2 separate regions of the Capsicum annuum genome follow, and region 1 is linked to region 2. Evidence: chromatin contacts called from public Hi-C data. All regions are on one chromosome and are shown on one strand. The core of a region is the stretch at or near the end of the contact, and the rest is flanking DNA. Distances in the headings are between cores, read along the strand shown.

Region 1 (5,597 bases), core at 2,841-5,340, 36 kb after region 2:
AAGAAACCCTCAGTGTGGGGGAGACGATTATGTTGATGCATGGCTTGATCAGCTCCATCTTCCCAACTCAATCGAACTGGAAATCCAGCTGTACTTTCTTCTAGCTAAAAAAAGCACAACACGAAAGTTCACATGAGTTTAAGTTATATATATCGTCAGAATATCAAGTTATGTACCTGAAGGATATTAACAGTACTAAGACATTTTACTTGTTATAACTAGTAACAAAAATTACATGATGGTTTGAAAATTTCACAGTTTATACAATTTAATCTTATTGGTCATTAATGTTTTTACCTTTCTGCGGAGTAATCTATTAGATTCTGCCAGCATTTGCTCCTGCAAATTAAAATTCATAGAAAAGTTGAATTAGCTTAATTTTTTGAGCATTTTCCTTTTAGAATTTGAGAAAAAAAAGAAAAAAGAATACAATTCCAAAATGAGTACCCTTTGTTGAAGATCTGCAAGCTGATCCAGCATGAATTGTGTCTGCAAATTAAAGGGCAAAAAAAACAAAGTTGTTGGATAGGGCTGGAAAAATTGGATAATTAACCATTTAAAAATGAATCAAATATGGATATTAACTACTAAACTTTACCTAACTATTCCTAAAACTATGGATTGTATGGATATTCATAACATTTGTCATTTAATCCATTTTTTATCCATATTTAATATGGATAGATCGATATTATATTGTATAAGTAGTTTATACACCAAATCCGATTTGATTTGTCCATTTATCCCTTCATAAACAATTTATAAGTTAGGATCTATTTAAAAGAATTTACCTTCCTTGACCTGATTTGCTTTAAGGAGGACTCTAATTGATTCTCAAGCTGCTCCAGGTCCTTTGTGCTTAATGTCCCCAAATCTTCCCCAAGAAAGTTTCTGTGTAATTTTAATAAAACGTAACAAATTAAATCAACGACTATATATATTTACCGTATTAGACAACGGAATTATAATATAGTTTGACTCTCAAAAGACAAAACATGACAACTAATTTGAGACACGTACGGGGATATACTGATCATAGTGAACAAAACAGACCTCTGAGATCGTTGGAGGAGCTCAACTCTTGCTTTTAGCCTCAGATACTCGTGGTAGTTATTCTGTCACAAAATAATGACGTTTTAGTGGACTGTTAAGGTATCGAAAGTAAAGATGTGGGCAAATTAAGAAGACTGCTTTTGACTTTAGCCATTAATTAATTACAACATATACAATAACAAGAATGGCAGCAACAATATTAATAACAACAACAACCACAGCAATAAAAAAATCAGTATTCCTATCTCATCAATCACACAGGATACAATTTCCAGCAGATTGAAAAAAAATAACAGGTGATTCTTTCAATCTGTCCTAGCTTTAGCGGACAAAGTTATCTGATAAATTTTAAGATATGAGGTTGCCGGTATCAAGTGAACTTAGTCGAGGTGCACGGACGTTGGCTCGAAATTAAGGGATGATATTCAATTGTACGTATATAAAGGGCTTGTTGGGTCGGATGTATAAAAATAGTACAAAATAAGATATATTAGTATGCTGATATGTATTAGTAATGTAAGTTTTAGTTATGCTAAAATTATTTCTTGTACATTATTTGATCTGGTGTATCAAAAATAACATGCATCGCAGTTTCTAAATACTCCATATGTCTAGGGAAATGTGTTTCACAAATATGGTGGAAAATGTGAAAAAGACTAGTGGTGACATCAAGAACAAGACATCTTCAATAACCAACAAGAGTTGTAGTGTGGTAAAAAGGATTTATTTGTCTTAATTAAACATCTTGAGTTCATAGAATCCTCTCGGCTTAATTGAATTCTTTTGGATTCATTGTATCCACTCTCCTTAATAAAAGATCTTGAATTTATGTCGTTGGTCTGGAAAAAAATTAGTGAAAATAACTTCAATTTATATTCATGTTTAAGAACAATTCTAATTTCTAAATGCCATTTCAACTAATCAAATACTACTATTTTTTTATAAATTTCAAAAAAAGTATGCCACTGACTGACAAAATAATATTATCAAGGCTTAGATGAATAGACAAAAAAGTACATAAATACTTAATTACTCATCCATTTTAATTTGTTTGTCTAGTTTAATTAAGAACGAAGTTTAAGAAAATAAAAAAGTCTTTACAACCTTGTGGAACTGTGGTCTTAAACTAAAGATGCGTAGAATGTATATGCAAAACATCCATTAGTCTTGGTGCTTCTAGCATGTTATATTGAATGTTATACTTAAAGAGCTGCCAAAAAAGAAAATGTATCATCTTAAAACGGTTCAAAAAGAAGTAAAATAAACAAATTGAAATGCAAGGAGAACCTGAGTATCAGTAGCTGATTGGTTAGCTTCCAAAGTAGCATAGCTGCAACGCTGATACTTTTCAATTGTTTTCACCATGCTGCAACAATAAAATGAAACATTTAGTTATTTCATGTGACTCTATAACAATTTTTTTAAGAACATTTTGCAGTGCAAGGCTGATGCACCAAAAGTTGTCATTATTATGAAGGTACGATCCACTTGGAAAAAATTGATTTTGAGGCTAGATAATGAAGGCACATAAGGGTCTGGATTAACTCATGTTATTTAGATTAATTATTGCCGTACAAAATATAATTAAACATATCTAAGTGAAAATGTATATTTGTTTATTAAAGTACATTTAACATACCATACTCTAGCCAAAAATCTAGTGGAAACAAATCTCCCTAACATTACAAAGCTAGTAGGAGCAAGATTGCATATACAACATCACACCGTCTGTTGACTCACTTATGAAATTATACTAAATATATTGTTATGTTGTGGTCGGTACCATCAGTAAAGTACGAATATATATGGACTCCGGGTCACAAATTTTTGCCATGATCTGGTGGATATACTCCATCGAATTGTAAATAAATAAGTACTAAGTACATTTTTAGATTAGTAAACACTAGTATTAAATTATGATTACAAAAAGATAGATTGGAAACCAACATAAGCAGCCTTTGCTCATCCGCCTTGGGAATCAAAGGAAAAAAGTAGCAGTATTTTTGCCACTGTCAAATATGACACCTGGTCTGCAAATCAAATCTTAACAGTAAAAAATTGTAAATAGTAAAATTGGTAATTAGGTTTCCATAATTTTGGCAGTAAAATCCTTTGCAAGCTATTTCACTGCTCGAAATTTTGAGTTGATTTCTCAGATAGTCACTTAACTGATACTCGCTATCTCAAAAAATTTATTTTCCAGAAGAAAAAAAATTGAAATTGAGAAAGAATGTGGTACTTTCTGAAATAACACTTAGTAATTCAGTAATCATCTTAGAAATCAACCTTAAATAGTCTCATTCAAAAGATAAACGAATTTAATGTTATAGAGCTCATAAAAAGTCTACCTACAGATCAAAAAACAACAATAGATATGGTGAAGAAATTTTAGAAAAAATCAAGAACTGTCTGTTCTTAGCAAATTATACATTCTTTTTTTGAAAAAAAAAAAAAACATCAGTCTTTTCATATACAAAAGTTCGAAAAACAAACATAAATAAGTAGATCTTCCAAAATCAAGAGTAGAATATATAAAGAAAGAAAGAGGGAGAATTGATCATATATGTGTATAGTAAAAAAACAGTACGTACATATTAAGACAACTCAGATCTTGCATTAAAATTGAAGTGAGAGAGAAATCACACAAGTTTGATAACCAAATTTAATGAAAGTAAGAATAAAATGAGAGTACTTAGTAGATAATTAAGGGTTTTTGGTAAAGAAGGACCTAGGTAAAAAAAACCATTAAAATTGTAAACACATACATAGTATAATTATATTAAATAAAATAAATTACCTTGAAGTGCTGCAGAATTCATAGAGTTTACCACGATTTGAGAAAATGATAAGAGCAACTTCAGCATCACAAAGAACAGAAAGTTCATAAGCTTTCTTAAGAAGTCCATTTCTTCTCTTAGCAAAAGTGACTTGTCTGTTTATTTTGTTTTCTATTCTCTTCAACTCAACTCTTCCTCTTCCCATTATTGTCTATGTTTGTTCAATTTTTGCAGAGAGGATGGATATATAAAAAGGGGTTATTCTTCTAACACTTGGAGAGGATGCAAGTTGAACTACTTTTGGATAATAGTTACAAGAGGGTACAAATTAAATGAAATGAAAGAAAGAGAGTGAGTTGAAAATATGGAAACCCTGGGGCTTCCTCTATTGGTACCTTTCCATTTACACCCCCCTTACCCACAGCCCTACTCCCACTAAAAACCAAAAAGTTAATTTTAAAAAAAAAAAACAAGTTGCATTATGTAATTGTTCAGAAAAATTATTTGCACACTTCAATTTTACGGGCGACTTAATAAAATGTATACGTGTAATTTTACATACCGTGAAAAGCAAACGAAAAGGTTAAAAATTGATTAAAATGTATACGTGTTATTGATTAATTGGATGCTATCAACTAATTAACTAATGGTATGTTTAGACCTATACGTATATTATAAGAGCATATTTGATCCAATATAGTTCCTAATTAAAATTATGCAATTTTATCTATCTTGTTGTAATATTTGCTTGCAACCTTACTTCAAAAACTTTTGTTTTGAGTTGAGGGTCATTCGGAAATAATATGGGTAAGATTTAATTTGACTGTGTTCTTCCCTCTCCAGACTCCACTTGTGAGATTATAATTATGAAGTTTCTTGTAAACATTTTTTCTGTAAATAGAACATGTTTAAGTATGTATACAATAACCATAATGTCATGAAACAAGAAAATTCATTACACTGATTCAAACCACAAACATCCTTATATTCTAACCACTTAATGTCATAACATTTCATCGACCTGCAAAATTAGGGATTAACAGAAGGATGGGTGGTTAAGCAACTTATTTTTGTCCCTACTTTGTTCGAAAAACAAGCATAAAAAACAAAACTTATATTTAAATGACATTCTTCTTAACTAAAATCTGCCGGACAAATACTTTATATGTGTAATCATCCTTAATTTAAAAAACAAACTTTTTACACATTCAGAATTGATGGAATCCAATGACATTAGGAGACTGATTTTGATTTGAAGTAATTTGTGGGTTTAGTTATGTTATTTTGATGCAACGTAACTCTATTTGTAATTTGATGAGTTTTATGACATTTGGTGATTAGATAGAATAAATATATACTCTATGGTTTGAAGAAATGTGATGAATTTTCTTACTTTCTGACGTCATGGTTGTTGCATTTTTATCGAGAATTTCTATATTAAAATGCTTAAATATGACTTAGAACTTGCTTTATGTGATAACTTAAATTGGTGAGAAATTCCTCACAATTCGATCAAGTTGCTTTATAAATACAGTAATACACTTTTACACATTATTTAATTATTGTAGTTAGAAATTAAATTGGACCAAATATGCCTCAATACTATGTGTAGAGGTTCAAATATGTTCTTAGTTAGTTATCTGTGAATTAAAGGCATTTTTTGCTCAATGAAATAAACGATAGGGGCATAATTAGGTGAAGACTTACACGCATTCGGCGTATACATCAAACTATTATTTTTTTGTCATGATTAAGTAATTAAATTAA
Region 2 (5,427 bases), core at 2,341-4,840:
GCTTCATCACACCCTTTAATAAATTACTCACTTCTAAAAAATAAAAGATAATTTTATCAATTTAACCCTAATTAAATTTATTTGTTTCTAAGTTAACATTGATTATTATATTTAAACTCAAAAAAAATTATCATCAAAGTATTCTTGAAGGCTTAAACTTATATTTACTTTAAGAATAAAATTACAACCCCAAAAGGATACTTATAAAGGAATGAAGAGAGTATAAGATATATTTAATATTATTTTATTCAGGTAAAAGATGAAATAACTAAACTTTCAATAATTAATCCCTCCATAACTTTAACTGGCAACAAACGACCCTTCGAGAAATAGGGATCCATTCATAGAGTGGCTAATGTCATTTAATCTGACAAAATTGATCTTCAAATGGGAAAATAATTCTCTCTTTTTATGAAACATACTTTATATTTTTCTTTCAGAAAAAAAAAACAAAAGTAATTTAGTAATATATTGATTTTAAAATTTGAATATGATAACAAAATCAGGTTAAAAATTCTAACAATATTATAATTAGAGAAATGATAATAAGAACTTCTGAGGTGAAAACGTCACCATTGCAAAGCAAAAAATTGGAATACTGAAAATTGAAATTATAAACCGTTGTAATATTCGTGTGATACGGTGAATAACTTCTTCATATTTGATTTGTAATGCAAGTTTATTGGTTTTCCAAATTATTACTAATTTAAAAGGTATTCGAAATTTTGACGAATCTTTTTGTAACGTTAGATGTTGGAATAAAGATTCTATTTTTTAATCATCTGGCAACGGCGTGAGGGGCTGTTTGCTTAGCCTTAAGAGAAAAACGTGGGCAGGATTTTGTGGTTGGAATCACAAGATTACAATTAATTGTTTTTTCTCTATTTTATATCTGGTACAAATCTGTGGATGATGATTTAGGAACATATATAATTAAACATTTTCTGTTCAATTTCCTTCCTTCCATAATTAAAAGAAACAATTTTAATATCAAATGCATTGCCAAATACTGCAATCACTAAATAAAAAAGAGATTAGATTGAAATTAGATACGACGTTTGTCACGAATAAAGTTGTTATCATGTGATTCGGAAGTCACATTCAAGTTGTAGAAATAATTTTTTGCAGAAATACAAGGTACCACTGCATACAAGGTACCCTTGTGATTTGACCCTTATCTGAATTCTGAGCATAATGTATTGGATTGTCCAACAAATCTCGTCTCTAATCCATCGATAAATTACTCATAACTAACATAATTCATTGATAATTCTTCGTTAATCTATCATCAAATAAAATTAATGGGAAATTTTGTTGTTTAGCTATAAAATTTATGGTCGTTAATTGTACTTTTAGTAGTGTATGGATGGAAATTTGGTAGAGCCCCACGTATAATCAGTCTGTTGGATTTATAAACCAAAAAAAAAAAAAAGGAGGAAGAGGAAAGTCAACTTTATTTGCAAGCTGTAGTATATTAAATAGTGTTCATTCTATTTTCCAAGAAATTGTAGTCTTAGTTCCAATAATGTCAACCTTTAAATCTCTAGTCTGTCCGACCACATAAGCCTACATTGATTGTATTTTTTGTTTGGATTAGGAAATTTGGTTCTTGCAATTTGGCAAAATTCCATCATCTAATGTTTCAATCAGGACTTGCATGCATTTCTCACTGTCTTGTTTGTGTCCAATACCTAAATGCCCCAACTCCCAACCACCCACCCAACCACCTTTTAGAAAATTATAAAATTAGATTCTCAATTTGGTTGGGTAATGTTATGATATGATATTCAAAGTTGAGATGCAATATAATGAAAGAGAATAGCTTGTGGGTAGGGGTTTACAGACCAAATCGTTAAGTCAAATCAAACCGACAAACCAAATTAAATCGAGAAAAAAAATCGACTTATGGTTTAGTTTGATTGGTTTGGAGTTAGAAAAAAAAATTGACCATTCTTGGATTGGTTTGGTTTTAACAAAAAAAAGTTAAACCGAACCCGAATCAAATCGACATAATATATATATATATATATATATATATATATTCAAACTTTTTTTATACATAAAATATTAATTATAATCTACTTTTTAAATACTTTTTCAACTAGTTTTAGTAATTTTCAATAATTTGAAAGTAGAAGTAGATATGTATTTAGATTTGGGTTTTTAAGTTGTACTATTTGTTCATTAATTGCTAATTAAATAATCAAAAATTTAATATAAACTTAAAACCTAAACTTTTCACTCTTCATCTCACTTTTTAGTTTCAAGAGAGTTTTCCGCTTCTATTTTTTTCATAATTATGGGTTTTCATTAGCACGTGAGTGAAAACATATTTGATCTAGTTTTCGATCACAATATAATTGTAAAAACTAAAGATTATAAAAAAAAAAAAAACGAAAAACCCGAAAAAACCGACTAAACCTAAACCGAAAAAATCAATTTTATATCGGTTTGATTTGATTTATAGTTTTAATAAACCGAATGATTGGTTTAATTTATTTATTTTTTAATAAAATCGAACCAACCTGACCTATGTACACCCCTACTTGTGGGAATACTATTGTATATGCAAATGACTGCACATAATATGCCCTATATTAAAAAATTTTGATGTCATATTTTAAGGAGATTTACATGTATATATTTTTTTTTTTTGAATAACTCGATGAAGCAAACAGTTATTTACATTGATGATAGAGTAAGAATGTCTTTGTCCCATCGAAGATGTGATGATCAATTGTTGGTCACAAAAATTCCATTTTCATAGGTAATTAAGTCAATATTTCATAGGAGGAAAAAAGGGGGAGATCCAAGAAGTCTTAAGTGGATTAATTTGGACTGGCCACGGACCATTTTGGACAAAATACTATGTAGGAGTCAATTTCATTATGATAAAATCCTTAATGGATTAGTCAATATTACGAATGGTAAATATTCTGGAAGCATGAAAAATTTCTTGCGCCCTTCATGGCTAAATTGAGAATATATTCCTCCCATCACTGAGCCTAGAATTTAAAAAAAAATAAAAATTAAAACACTATTTAGAACCAATCTTAAATTATTAGAGTCACAACTAGCAATTCTATATCTACCGATAGATAAAATGATCCAATTTTTTTTATTCTATCATAATGAAAGGGCTATATAACAGAAAGCATGCCTTCTATATTTTGTTAATTATCATGTGAAGAAGAAAGTATCTATGTACATGCCCTCCTCTTCGATAATAAATAACATTCTTAATTTTTAAACTCATGTTTGATGTTCCTCATTGATATATTATATGGTGCCCCAAAAAAGAAAAAAGAAAAAAAGTTCGTCCACCGCCTGTCCAACATCTGTGGTCTTTTTGAGGAATTAATTAAAGCCTTTTTTAAATCTATGCTAACTATCGACGTGCACGCACACATTATAGACATGAATCTGCTAAATTAGTATTTTTATTACTTCACTGTTTGATGCCACGTAACTAAATATATTTAAAATTAAAGTACAGAAGCATTCTGACAGGAAATGTACCTCTCATGAAGGCAACGAAATTTAATAACCAGTACTATACATATAAGAACCTAATTCACATATTACTATTTAAATAAAACAATGAAAGCCACATTCGAGTCACTATAACGATAGAAAGTAATGGACTTGGCTCCTCTCCAGTGCTAAATCTCTTCAGTTTATTCATTACATCCTTAAAATCATGACAAGTGTCCCCATATTAATCTAAGGATTCAAATTTATTTAATTAACTAAAAGGGATTAACTACAGTAAACATTTCTCTTCTCACCTTTAAAAAATCTTCCTTTTCTCCCAAATCACAAATCTTTCCAGAATATTCATCAACTTCGCAGTCATTTGCTACAGTGAAAAAAAATCATCTCTAATTTTCTTCCATTTCTCGGCATTCCCCCATTACTGTTTTTTTCATTCTTTACATGTTAAAAAATGCCTTTAGATTCTTTTCTTCTTCATCATATTTAATTTTGCCATTTTCACACATTCCTTATCTTTGGCTCAGTTGTATCTCGAAACAAATATAGAAGATTATATAGATCTTGGAAAATCCAACTTAACATGGATGAAAGTGAGGTACGAAGGAGGTATTTCAAGAAAAATCAAATTTGGGAGAAATCAGGACTCATTATCCGAGTCGTTCCATAAGAGTGACGAAAAAAACTATCATAAAATACCACTCCACATATAAATTGAAACTAAAGTTCCTGAGAAGAGAAGGTAAAAGCATCAATTGGGTAATACATTCTGGGAAATATCAATTAAAAATTGTGAGAGAAATAGTAAAGACATCAATTGAAAAATTATCAATTACTATAGGTAAAATATTTTGAAGACCCAATTGTAAATATCACAAACAAAGCCCAGTATCTATAGTTGCAAATGAATTTGGAGAAACTTATACTGGTAATGATGAGATTGATTTTTGTTGAGTTTTAAATAAGTGAAAAAATAGAGATGTTTACTTCAATCTAATGGCAGAGAAGAAAAGAAATCATCATTTGGAGTGAGAGAAATATTTACCATGATTAAATTTCTTTAGTTAATCCAACAAATTTGAACCTTCGGATTAAGATGAGGACACTTGTTATAATTTTGAAAGGGTAATGGACGGAGGAGAGCCGTGCCCGAAATTAATAAACAATCAGGCTGGGTGCAGGAAGTTTGCGGGACTGAGAGAAGGGCCAGACGGGTCATTTGGTTGGAAAAGAGATATTCCAAAATTAATTAATTTTGGAATTAGTTATTTCAGAATTAGTTATTTCCTTCCATCACTATAGTATAAATGGTGTAATAAATAATGTTGGTACTAACTAATACCTCACACCAAATATTAGATAATAGTCTTTCATTTTATGACGAGACTATTTATCCCTTATACCTCACACCAAACTACAAGTCTATTATATACAAGCTTACCCTATATTTCTGTAAGTTGTTTTTGAATCATGCGATCAACTTTACTAGCTATGTCAAGGCTCTTCTTTAGGAAATAAATACTAAAGTACTACTAGTAGTTGTTAAAAAAGAGACATTACAAGTCATGAGGATGCATGATATAGTAGTGAAATTATATTTGTTAACAGCGACACAGCAGCCATATGTATACGCAATTAATTAGATATGAAAGTTGTGTTTTGTCTAATACGTAACATACATATACATATTCTATCTAATTAGTAGATAACAAAACATAGCATATTAGTATTGTCCCCTTGCTTATACTTGATAAGTTTTATCCGTTGAGATGGCGAAGCATCCATGGCGGCATCACAGCAGCGTTTTGTTGTTGCTGCCGCGATGATCCTTCAACTTCTCCATTGTCTCCTGCAGTTGGATATACTTCCCTGCAATTTTTACGCGTCCAATCAAATGCCTAATCAGTCATCTCTCCAACAGAAGACTTTTATGCT

What was found. A called contact is a pair of places that touch in the nucleus more often than the background predicts.
Region 1: a Hi-C map of placenta shows a contact between it and region 2, with 1.7 times the contacts expected there. The contact joins the promoter of LOC107845303 here to the enhancer-like site in region 2. A contact is called at or near these places in 2 of 5 Hi-C or Micro-C datasets (leaf and placenta).

What each region holds. Positions count from the first base shown.
Region 1 is chr3:251,915,666-251,921,262 of UCD10Xv1.1, forward strand. It overlaps LOC107845303 (MADS-box protein CMB1-like), which reads right to left and starts at 4,091. Exons shown (of 8, transcript NM_001324621.1): 1 at 3,851-4,091; 2 at 2,341-2,419; 3 at 1,054-1,115; 4 at 792-891; 5 at 448-489; 6 at 298-339; 7 at 1-104. The coding sequence starts at 4,035.
Region 2 is chr3:251,879,746-251,885,172 of UCD10Xv1.1, forward strand. It overlaps FUL2 (agamous-like MADS-box protein AGL8 homolog), which reads right to left. Exons shown (of 8, transcript NM_001324623.1): 8 at 5,093-5,361. The coding sequence ends at 5,250. Among protein-coding and RNA genes, the nearest start is that of LOC107844796, 3.0 kb to the left of the region's middle. Within about 2 kb of position 3,591, at least 4 of the 5 cell types and tissues checked have an H3K27ac peak or open chromatin away from gene starts, as enhancers often do. A contact at or near this core is called in leaf, where this site is marked.